Regions from separate parts of the Mus musculus genome. Here region 1 is linked to region 2. Evidence: chromatin contacts called from public HiChIP or PLAC-seq data. All regions are on one chromosome and are shown on one strand. Each heading gives the region's core, a stretch centred on a gene start, on an enhancer-like site or on the middle of the called end of the contact. The rest is flanking DNA. Distances are from core to core; before and after follow the strand shown.

Region 1 (5,285 bases), core at 1,119-3,618, 130 kb after region 2:
CTCTGCCTCCCAAGTGCCAGGATTAAAGGCATATGCCACCACTGCCCAGCTCAAACTGATCTTTCTTGCTTCTACTTTTGTCCCTTCAAATATATCTTCTCCAAAAAAAATTACATTTCCTGGACTAGGTCCTACAGGGTTCCAGGCTGGTACAGGCCTGTTGTCCAAGCTCCCTGACAAGTTAACACAGGAAGATTGCAAGTTCAAGGACTGCCTGCCCTACAGAGTGAGTTCAAGACCAGCCTTGGAAATTCAGTGAGACTGTCTTAAAATATGTAAAAAGAGGGCTGGGGGGGGGGGAGCATAGCTCAGTGGTAGAGCCCCCAGCCCAGAATGTGTGGGTTTTTAGACTCAATCACAGATACCATATTTTAAAAGTAATAATAATAAAACCGGGGCTCGAGAGATAGCTCAGCAATTAAGAGCACTGACTGCTCTTCTAGAGGTCCTGAGTTCAATTCCCAGCAATCACATGGTGGCTCACAACCATCTGTAATGGGATCCGATGCCCTCTTCCGGTGTGTCTAAAGAGAGCTACAGTGTACTCATATATATTAAGTAAGTAAGTAAGTAAATAAATAAATAAATAAAATCTTAAAAAAAAAAATACAAGACCAAACCTCAGTGACTCCTCTCTTCTACTTTCCAATGATATTTAATGTTTGAGCCCCAGGCAGTCTCTTCAGCATCTTTCTCTTACTGTTGACTCTTCAATAACCCCTTCCACAGGGAGACAAACAACTAATCCTCACATGAACGCCGGTCATGGCGTTCTCTCTAATTTTAATGCCTTTCTCCTTGTTGTTAGAAGACTTTTCCCTTTTAAAACTCAGCAGGAAAACCTGCTGGGTTGGGGGTGGCGCACGCCTTTAATCCCAACACTCAGGAGGCAGAGGCAGGCGGGAGTTTGAGACCAGCTTGGTCTGCAGAGCTGGTTTCAGGACAGCCAGGGCTACACAAAGAAACTCTGTCTTGAAAAAAACCCAACTGAATCCAAACCAAAAGACCTCAAGGAAATTCTCCAGGTTAGTTTTGCATGCCAGGGGACTCTACTGTTGTGATTGAAGAAAAAACAAGTTACATATGATTTCACGAGGGTCCTGGGAATTGATCAGGCCATGGTGTGTGTGTGGGGGTGGGGTGGGAGGCAAGCTCCCTTATTTGCTCTGACATCTTGCCAACTCTGTGGTTGGGATTTCTGTATGCATTTCTCTCTCTTACTGGATTGTGAATCCTTGACAAAAAGAAGCAGAGGTGGGCTCTCCCAAGTTGTTCTCTGACTACCATACTCTTGCCGCCCAATAAATAAAGAATAATAATGAATATAAAATATAAAATAGACAAACCTTTTGAAAAAGAAATTATCTTCCCACGTCCCCCGAAGGTGTGAAGATGTTCACACCTGCCCGACCCTCCCTTTCCTTTTTGTTGTCTTGTTTTGTTTTGTTTTGTTTTGTTTTGTTTTGTTTTGTTTTGTTTTGAGACAGGGTCTCACCGTGTTGCTTTGGCTGGCCTGGAACAGGCTAAGTAGATCATCAGGCTATCCTTGAACTCATAAAGCTCTGCCTGTCTCTGTTTCCTGAGTGCTGGAACTAACGGTGAGGGCCATGTCCACTCCCACCTCTGTGTTTGAGATGCTCTCATTAAAGTGCCTAGACAGGCTTTGAACTTCCGGTCTCCTTGCCTCAGCCTTCAAGGAAGCTGGGATTACAGGCCTGAGCCACCATGCCCCAGGGTCTCACTATGTAGCTCAGGCTGGCCTTGAATCTCCACCTACTCATTTCTGCCTTCTCAGTGGTAGAGTACAGGCACGTGTCGACTCACACAGCTAAAGTTCATTTTACTATTAAGGAAGGCGGTTGGGGAATTGGCTGGAACTTTGAGCCTGACTGGATGTGAGGAGGAGAAACAGGTCAAGGATGGGGGTCGTTTATCTGAATTAACTTGACTAGGGGGGTGGAGGGGGCAGGAACCCGTGTCTGGGTGTGCTGCATGCACCGATTTGAGATGTTAATTTGGAATTGCTTTCAAGAGGGGCTTTGGGAGGGAGTGCTAAACTGTAGACAAATTTAGGATTGCCGCCGTGGAGATAGCAGATGTGGGGTGGGGGGTGGGGACGGGATGATTCAAGCTTGCACGGAACTGAGAAATCAGGCCTTCTTGGCTGCTGAGAGCGTACTTTTGAATATGATTGCGGTTGTATGCTGCAAAGAAGGGAAGCCAGGTAGGGTTGAAAAGCTCATGTTGGATTTAAGATGTGGGCTGGCCTGGAGCCTGAGAAGGCGCGTGATGGGAGTGGTCTGGCCTGGGCTCCTGAAGGGTCAGGCTGGGCTTGGCCACGGAGTTGTTGGTAATGCATCACTCTGGCCACCAGGGGGCAGCAGCCACATGGACTCCAGAGCGTTGACTGTGATCAGCAAGCCTGGCTGATGTGGTCAGAGACTTAGGGAGCTCCGACGCAGTTGAGGCTACTTGGTAGTTGGATAGCTTTCCCAAGTGAAGGGAGCTGAAAGATGGCAGGGGACTCTTTTCGGACAGTTCCCATTCCTGTCTTAGAGAATCCCCATGGACCATTGGGGATGTAGATAGCTTATTTGACACCATGTCTCAGTAGCCCTGGGGTTGTGTCTTCACTGTCTCTTGGTTTGTTTAAATTGGGGAGGGGGAAGGAGTTGTTTGTTGCTTGTTTGTTTGTTTGTTTGTTTGTTTTGAAACGTTCTCACTGTGTAGCTTTGGCTGGTCTTGGAACTCTCTATGTAGACCAGGCTGGCCTTGAACTCACAGAGATCCAACTGTCTCTGCTTCTCCAATTAAAAGGTTACACCACCACATCTTTCTACATAAATATTAATTAATAGTTACTATTAATCAATATTAATATTATCAGTACAAGGTCTGTCTATGTAGCCCAGGAAAACCTCATATGTTCCATCCCCCTGCCTCAGCCTCCCAGGGATTGTAGGCAAGTCCCACACCCAATTTGTTTGTTTTGTTTTCCTTCCTGTCTTTTTTTTTTTTTAATTAAATGTTTACAAAATTCTATGTGTATGGGTGTTTTGCCTGCATATGTGTGTATCACATTTGGCCTGGTGCCTGCAGAGACCAGAAGAGGTTGCCAGATCCCCTGGAACTGGAGTTACAGATGGTTTTGAGCCACCACATGGGGGGCTGGGAATCAAACCTGGGTCTTCTGGAAGAGCCAGAGCTCTTAGCTGATGAGCTGACTCTCCAGCCCCTCCTTCCTGAATTTTCTTTGATACCATCTCACATAGCCCGAACTGGCCTTGAACTTACTACGTGGTCAAGGTGGTCAAGGATATTTTAAGACAGCCTCTCTCTTTTTAGCGTCCCCCTTCTAGTGCACAGAGAAAGCTCAGGGCCCTGTGAATGCAAACCAAGCGCTTCCCCTGTGGGATTTACTTTATTTATTTGTTTCCTTGAATCTTGTTTTCTCCCATTTATCATTGCATTATTATTTCCAACTATGTGTTTGTGTGTTGTTATATGTACACAATATGTGGGGGTAACTGGAGACCAGAGGAGCTGTTGGACCCCCTGGAGCTAGAATTCCATGGAGTTGTGACCTGCTTGGGGTGGGTGCTGGGGATCGAACTCAGATCCTCTGCAAAGGCAATGCACTTTTTGCAGCATTTCCCTTCAGCCATTTCCCCACATTTTATTTTATTTCCTGGACTAATTTATGATCCTTCTGCTTTAACTTCCTAAGCAGCTTGGATCATAGGCCTGAACCTCCTGCCTCTGCCCACCAAGTGCTGGGATTGCGGTGCCCTCCACCATGTCTGGCAAGTGTTCTTGTTGACTGGGGAACACTCCTCATCTTTCTCCCTCTTGATCATGTCTTATCTCAGGCGTCATCTCTTTCCAGAAGCCTCCAGCACACAGTATGGTTTTTATGCACCCAATGTCACCAAGTTTAAAATTAATGCTTTTTTTTGTTTTTAACTTATGGGGTCTACAAATGCATGGCATGCCTGAGGATATTGGGGGACAGTGTGCAGGTATGGGTTCTCTCCTGCCACCATGCAAATCCTGAGACTCACACTCAGGCTGTCAGTATCTTTACCCACCGAGCCTTCTCACTAGCCCCAAACTCTCCAATTAAAAAAAAATTACTTAATACATGTAACACATAGACAGAAAGAATTATTTAATGTATGGAGAGAGAAAGATAGAGAGTGGAGTAGAGGGATGGAAACTCATAGCCTGGCCTTGAACTCACGTCGAGCAGTCTGCCTCTGCCTTCCCAGTGCTGGGGGTATGCAATGCCACAGAAGACCCTAACTCACTGATTTTAATTTGTTTGAGATAGGTATAGTATGATGTACACACACACACACACACACACACACACACACACACACACACACAGAGAGAGAGAGAGAGAGAGAGAGAGAGAGAGAGAGAGAGAGAGAGAGCAGTGTAACCACCACAGTTGTGATCCAAAACGTTTCCACGAGCCTGGGACTCTCAGCGTCCCATTGCTCTGGGTCCTGTCCCTCCACTCTGGCCTTCTGCAGCAGTTGACCATAGTGCTAGTGCCTAGAAAACGTATGAACATAGCTTGACAGTATGCAATCCTACACACAGCTACCCTCAGGTTTTTGCTTTGTTTGTTTGCTTGCTTGCTTGTTTGTGATAGGGACTTGATATGTAGCCCAGGCTGTCCTCAAATTCACGGCAACCTTGTCTCTGATTTACAAGTGCTGGAATTACAGCTGTGTGCCACTGCATCTGGCTTGTTCTCTTGGACAGAACACTGTAGAACAGGCTGGCCTGGAACCTTAGGTAGTTAAACATGCATACCCACCCTTAAGGTACAAACATACACACACACACACACACACACACACACACACACACACACTCAAACACACACACACACACACCCCAACACTCACACACACATACACACTCACACACACACACACCCCACACACACACATTTGGAGAGGCAGAGTGTGTGTAAAAATAGAAAGGAAGGGCGGGAAGAAGAAAGGAAAGAAAGGCTGCCAGAATGGTTCACCAGGTAAAGGTGCTTGCTGCCAAGTCTGACAGCCTGAGTTCAATTCCTGGCATCTACTTGTTGGAAAAGAGAGCTGTGTCCTGAAAGTTGTCCCCTCTCTCTTTCTCTCTCTCTCTCTCTCTCTCACACACACACACACTCTCTCTCTCTCACACACACACTCACACACACACACAAGCCTGAAAAGAAAAGAACATAGCTTGCAGAATATTGCACATTATATTCTAGAGGACAACTTTTT
Region 2 (5,623 bases), core at 3,024-5,523:
AACTCCCATTTCCAGCCTCTACTTCAGCCCTGAACATTGTGCACCCCGGAGACTGACAGTCCACCATGCCCAACTACACATTGGCCTGAGCTATAGTTGGGACATGTCAAAAACAAAACAAAACCTTCAAGGCTAAGGAGATAGCTCAGGGAACAAAGAACCAAGTTCAGATCCTCCTGGATCTACATAAGCTGGATAGGGTGGTGCAAGGCAGCGATCCCAGCTTACATTGAAATAGGGAGCAGAAACAAGAGAATACACAGATGTTCCTGGGCCAGGCAGGCAATAGTGGACAAGAAACTCTGCCTCGGGGCTGGTGATATGGCTCAGTGGGTAAGAGCACCCGACTGCTCTTCCAAAGGTCCTGAGTTCAAATCCCACCAACCACATGGTGGCTTACAACCATCCATAACGAGATCTGACTCCCCCTTCTGGAGTGTCTGAAGACAGCTACAGTGTACTTACATATAATAAATAAGTAAATCTTAAAAAAAAAAAATCCTGTCTCAAAAAAAACCAACCAAACAAACAAAAAAACCAACAACAACAACAACAAAAAAAAGAAACTCTGCCTCAAACAAGGTGGGAAGTAAGGACTGATACAAGAGGTTGTCCTCTGACCCCTACATGTTGTTACTTGTACGTACACACACACACACACACACACACACACACACACACACCCTACAAGGAGGAGAAGAGGTAGTAATGACAGGGTCTTGGGCTGGGGGAGTAGCTCAGTTGGTAAAGAGCTTATTAGCATGCATGAAGCCCTGGGTTCAAGCCCAAGTACCACATGACGCACGGTAGTTAACACCTATAATCCCAGAATTAGGGAGATAGAGGCAAGAGGATGCATATCCATCCAGTTCAAGCCACCTGGGAAACATAAGATTCTGTCTTAAGAAAGAAGAAGCCGGGCAGTGGTGGCGCACGTCTTTAGTCCCAGCACTCGGGAGGCAGAGGCAAGTGGATTTCTGAGTCGAGGCCAGCCTGGTCTACAGAGTGAGGTCCAGGACAGCCAGGGCTACACAGAGAAACCCTCAAAGAAAGAAGGAAAGAAAGAAAGAAAGAAAGAAAGAAAGAAAGAAAGAAAGAAAGAAAGAAAGAAAGGAAGGAAGGAAGGAAGGAAGGAAGGAAGGAGAAAGAAAACAAAGGAAGGAAGGAAGAAAGGCAGGCAAGCAAGCAAAAACCAAACAAAAAACCTGCAAGCGAGAGAGATGAGTCAGAGGTTAAGAGCAGTTGCAGCTCTTTCAGAGGATAAGGTTCAATTCCCAGCACCCGCACAGCTGCTTACAAGCAACTATAACTCCAGTACCAGTGATCTGATGCCCTCTTCTGGCCTCCGTCAGCACCAGGCACACACATAGTGCACACATGTATATGCAGGCAAACACTCATACACAGAAAATAAAAGTAAATAAATCTATTTTAAAAAGATTTTCGGGATTGGGGATTTAGCTCAGTGGTAGAGCGCTTGCCTAGCAAGCACAAGGCCCTGGGTTCAGTCCTCAGCTCTGGAAAAAAAAAAAAAAAAAGGCAAAATAATAAAAAAAGATTTTCAACTTGTAGCCCAGGCCGGCCTCAAACTCACAAACCTCCTCCTCCTGACTCTGGCTTCTCCTTTTAACTGTTTTAGCATACTACATTTTAGCACATATGCATGCTCAAAAGCATCCCACGTGCCTTGGATTAATCAGACTCCTGAGACGTTGTGTCTTCCCAGAGCTTCACGGATCCCTGAAAGCCCATAAGAAAGGGGCACAGGGAGCTGGAGAGATGGCTCAGTGGTTAAGAGCACTGGCTGCTCTTCCAAAGGTCCTGGAGTTCAATTCCCAGCAACCACATGGTGGCTCACAACCATCTGTAATGGGATCCAACGCCCTCTTCTGGTGTGTCTGAAGACTGCTAAAGTGTACTCACATATAATAAATAAATAAATCTTTAAAAAAAAAAAAAAGAAAGGGGCACAGGTTGTTCCTTATTTCTAAAATGTTCTGCTTCTCGCTTCCTGGCTGACAGACATAGATCCCTCAGGTCTCAGCTCTGACATCTCTTCCAGAATCTTCTCTGCTCTCCTCTCTCCCAGATCATGTACTTCTTCTGGGCTCTCCCAGGGGAGTACTTTGGTATGTGACTGTTAGTATGTCGGTCTCCCCCGCAAGCACTGCTGGGAAGGAGGTCCCTGGTCTTCTGCTATGTCATGGTGGCATATATAATTTCTGGCACATGAACGACTAAGTTTTATTGAAGTATTTAAATGCAACAATAACCCTAAGGGCACTTAATGGACATTTGCTACATGTGATAGGTTGACTATATCTGGAACTAACTAAAAGCTAAATAGCTAGGCACAATTGTAAGGGTTTGTTTTTGTTTGTTTGTTTGTTTGTTTTTTCCCTTAACTAAACCACTTAAAGTGGGAAGGCCCACTTCTAATCCAGATCTTTTGAAGTGAGAGGCTCCACCATTAATCTGGGCCACACCTTCTGCTGGCAGCCTGTATAAAGGACATGAAAGAATGAAGTTTGCTCTTGCTCTTGGCCTGCTTGCTCTCACTCTAACTAGGAGTCCAGTCCTTCACTTTGAGGTAGCCCAGGCTGTCCTCAAACTCACAAGCCTCCCCGACTCCTGCCTCTGGCACTAGTCCTGGCTTCTTCTATTATCTGTTTTAGCATACTAGATTTTAGCACATAGGCTTGCTCAGAAGCATCTTCTAATTCCTGTCTGCATTAGAACTGACTCTCTTTAGCATTCTGGCATATACTGAAGACCAGGTAAGACATAAGCCATGTGGACTGAACTACTACTACTGGATTTTTTTTTGGTAAACAGTCTTTATCAGACTTGCTGGACCACAGTCTATAAGCCATTCTTTTTACTTGGGGGAGGGGGGGTGTCAAAACAGGGTTTCTCTGGCTGTCTTGGAACTCAGTATGTAGATCAGGCTGGCCTCAAACTCGGAGATCTGCCTGCCTCTGCCTCTGCCTCTGGAGTGCTGGGATGAAAGGAATGCGCCACCACCGCACAGTGACTATAAGCCATTCTAATCTCATTTCTATAAAGATTCATTCTATGCTATGCTTCCCTAGAGAACCCTGACTAATATACTATACCAGATATCAAATGTGTTAAATATCTGACTCCTTTCCTTTTAACTAAGTACTATTGTTGCGGCCATTTGGAGTAAAAGAAACTGTGCCTTCGAAATTCATCCATCCAAAGTCACGAAACTCATATGAAATAGAGCCTAGATCCTAAGCCAGGTGAGTGGACTTACTTTTTGTTGTTGTTGTTTGTTTTTTGTTTTCTCGAGACAGGGGTTTTTTTGTGTGTGTAGGCCTGGCTGTCCTGGAACTCACTCTGAGACCAGGCTGGCCTCGAACTCAGAAATCTGCCTGCCTCTGCCTTCCAAGTGCTGGGATTAAAGGCATGAGTGGACTTACAAGTAAGCAAAAATAAAGGAGTGGTAGAAAGCTGTGCTAGATTGATATTTTCTGTGCGCTACATTCAGGATCAAGTGAAGAAAAACACCCCTCACAAATACTCCTAGTTTGTTACTGTGACTCTTGGCACATTCCCTCCCATCAGAGTTAGGGCCCAAGCTGGCTGCAACACTGGATGTCCAACATTTTACAGCAAGAGTCCTGGAATGGAGCCGGGTTCTAGGAATGTGCTCAGTGAATGAACGCACAAATGAATGAACTAGCAACCGAGTGAGTGACCCACGCGGCCCCACTCACCCTCGATAAGCCACTCGCAGTTGCCGTTGACGCTGTAGTTGCCCGCACCATCCGTCACGAAGCCTGGCGCCTCCCGTAGCACCTGCCGCTGCCCCTTGCAGTCACCAGCCAGGACCCTGAGGGACAGCGGTCCCAGCACTGCCAAGGCCAGTGCAAGGGCCAAGGCCAGAGCTCCACCCAAGGCCATCGCCGCCTTAGGCACTGGCCCTAAGGGACGGGAAGGGCCGTGAAGACCTGGAGAAGACCCTCTGGGAATGAGGCCCTGCAAGATGCAACCTTTACAGACGTAGCATGGCCTTGTAGTCCAAGGATGTACCAGCCACGCAGTCCGGGCCAAGGAAAGGGCCGCAGTTGATGCGCTCTTGAAACCGAGGGGCCGGCCCTATAGACCCATGGAAGGCCCTGGATATGAAGTCGTTATGGATAGGGCTGACCCCTAGGGACCGTAAGGGTCCCCTATAGACACGAGCCCCCATAGGGGCGCCGACTCCATAAACGGTATCCAGTGATTACATTCAGGCTGCTGCAAGGCCAAAACAGACCGTATAGACAGTCTTCCAGGGGCGATGTGCTCTACAGCCCAGCTGGGCGGTCCATGGAGCGTGCGGGGTGGAACTTGCCTGGCCCGGAGACTCCTGGGGAGACCCCTCCAGACGGGGGCGGGGCCTGCCTTCGGGGTCCCGGCCCGGATCTCCAGGGCTCACTCTAATGCCTACCCACCCGCTCCTCCCACTCGAGGCGAATGGGCTAGATCAGAGAGACCTGGAGACTCCCGGGCCAGAGCGGCCCGAGGAAGACCCGCTGAGAGGGCGAGGGGGCGGGAGCCGCGCAGCCTCTGAGGGGAGGACAGGCTAGGAGGAGGCGAGAAGAGGAAGAGCGGCGGGTCAGAGCGGCCCTGAGAGGACTAAGGAGCGCCTGGCTCCACCCCTTCTCGAGGAAGACTTCCGGAAACTTTCCTCCCATCTGTTCCCAGTCGCTTGCGCAGCGAGAATAGGAATTCAGCTCAGAGAATTACGCATGCGTATTGCTAAGAGTGTAACCCAAAATCGCGTTTTGTGCTAGTCATTGGCTGAGCAAAGCCTTTGCCACTGGAGGGCGCCTCTATCTCTGCTAGCGAAAGGAAAGGCAACATAAAGGAGCGGTAAAAAGCTGTGCTAGATGGTTATTTTCTGTGCTCTACATTCAGGATCAACATGAATATCAAGTTATGAAGGCAAGGGACTCCAGACCAAAATAGCATTTCCTAGATGGATACAGTGAGACCCGTATGACTTAAAGCACCATCAATACATAAAAGAAGCTGGAGAGGCGACTTAGTGGTTCAGAGCATGTTGCCCTTGCAGAAGACCCTGGTTCGATTCCCAGAACCCATATAGTGGAAATCCAACGCCTTCTTGTGGCCTTCTCCTACACAATGTGCGCGCATAGTACGCTGACATACATTCAGGAAACACGTCTTTTCCTTTTTTCAGCTAAGATGGAAAAGAAACCATGTTATAGATTAAAAACTCAACGAATCCTCTTTATTTTGGCAAGAAGAGAAAACGTCTTTCTGCCACAGACCATGTGATGGTCCTTGGCATTCAGATGGACGGACAAAGCACAGGTCCGAGGTCACAAACCCCAAGGAGGGTTTCAAAGTAGAGACCAACTTCACAATATCCGTCTCTAAACAGTGGCTCGAGGGTCGCAGGGTCCTGGAGGGTCGGGCAGGGTCCAGGCGGTCGTCACGGGTGTTCCGGAGTCCAGCAGGGTCAGAGGTCTCGAAGGGGGTCAGGGGGGCGGAGATCACGGAACAGCGGGAGTCCAGATTCCGGAGCCATTCGGGGCAGGGGCTGAGGGAGGGGACGCGGAGAACGGCTCCCGCGGGACCGTTTGGC

Evidence for each region. HiChIP or PLAC-seq counts read pairs in DNA pulled down with a chosen protein or histone mark.
Region 1: a contact with region 2 is called in an H3K27ac HiChIP or PLAC-seq map of embryonic stem cells, with 9 read pairs. The contact joins the enhancer-like site here to the promoter of Megf8 in region 2. A contact is called at or near these places in 1 of 39 promoter capture datasets (liver), 2 of 15 datasets of contacts at CTCF or cohesin (CD8 T cells and large pre-B cells), 13 of 484 Hi-C or Micro-C datasets (B cells, CD4 T cells, CD8 T cells and 6 more), 8 of 115 datasets of contacts at active chromatin or transcription factors (embryonic stem cells, microglia, pancreatic cancer cells and 1 more) and 2 of 9 other capture datasets (adipose tissue and liver).

The regions. Positions count from the first base shown.
Region 1 is chr7:25,184,949-25,190,233 of GRCm38.p6, reverse strand. No RefSeq gene overlaps it. Among named protein-coding and RNA genes, the nearest start is that of Mir7048, 30 kb to the left of the region's middle. Within about 2 kb of position 2,368, at least 17 of the 459 cell types and tissues checked have an H3K27ac peak or open chromatin away from gene starts, as enhancers often do. A contact at or near this core is called in bone marrow-derived macrophages and embryonic stem cells, where this site is marked.
Region 2 is chr7:25,315,814-25,321,436 of GRCm38.p6, reverse strand. It overlaps Megf8 (multiple EGF-like-domains 8), which reads right to left and starts at 4,273. Exons shown (of 41, transcript NM_001160400.1): 1 at 3,744-4,273. The coding sequence starts at 3,930. Tmem145 (transmembrane protein 145) reads right to left here. Exons shown (of 15, transcript NM_183311.2): 15 at 5,242-5,623.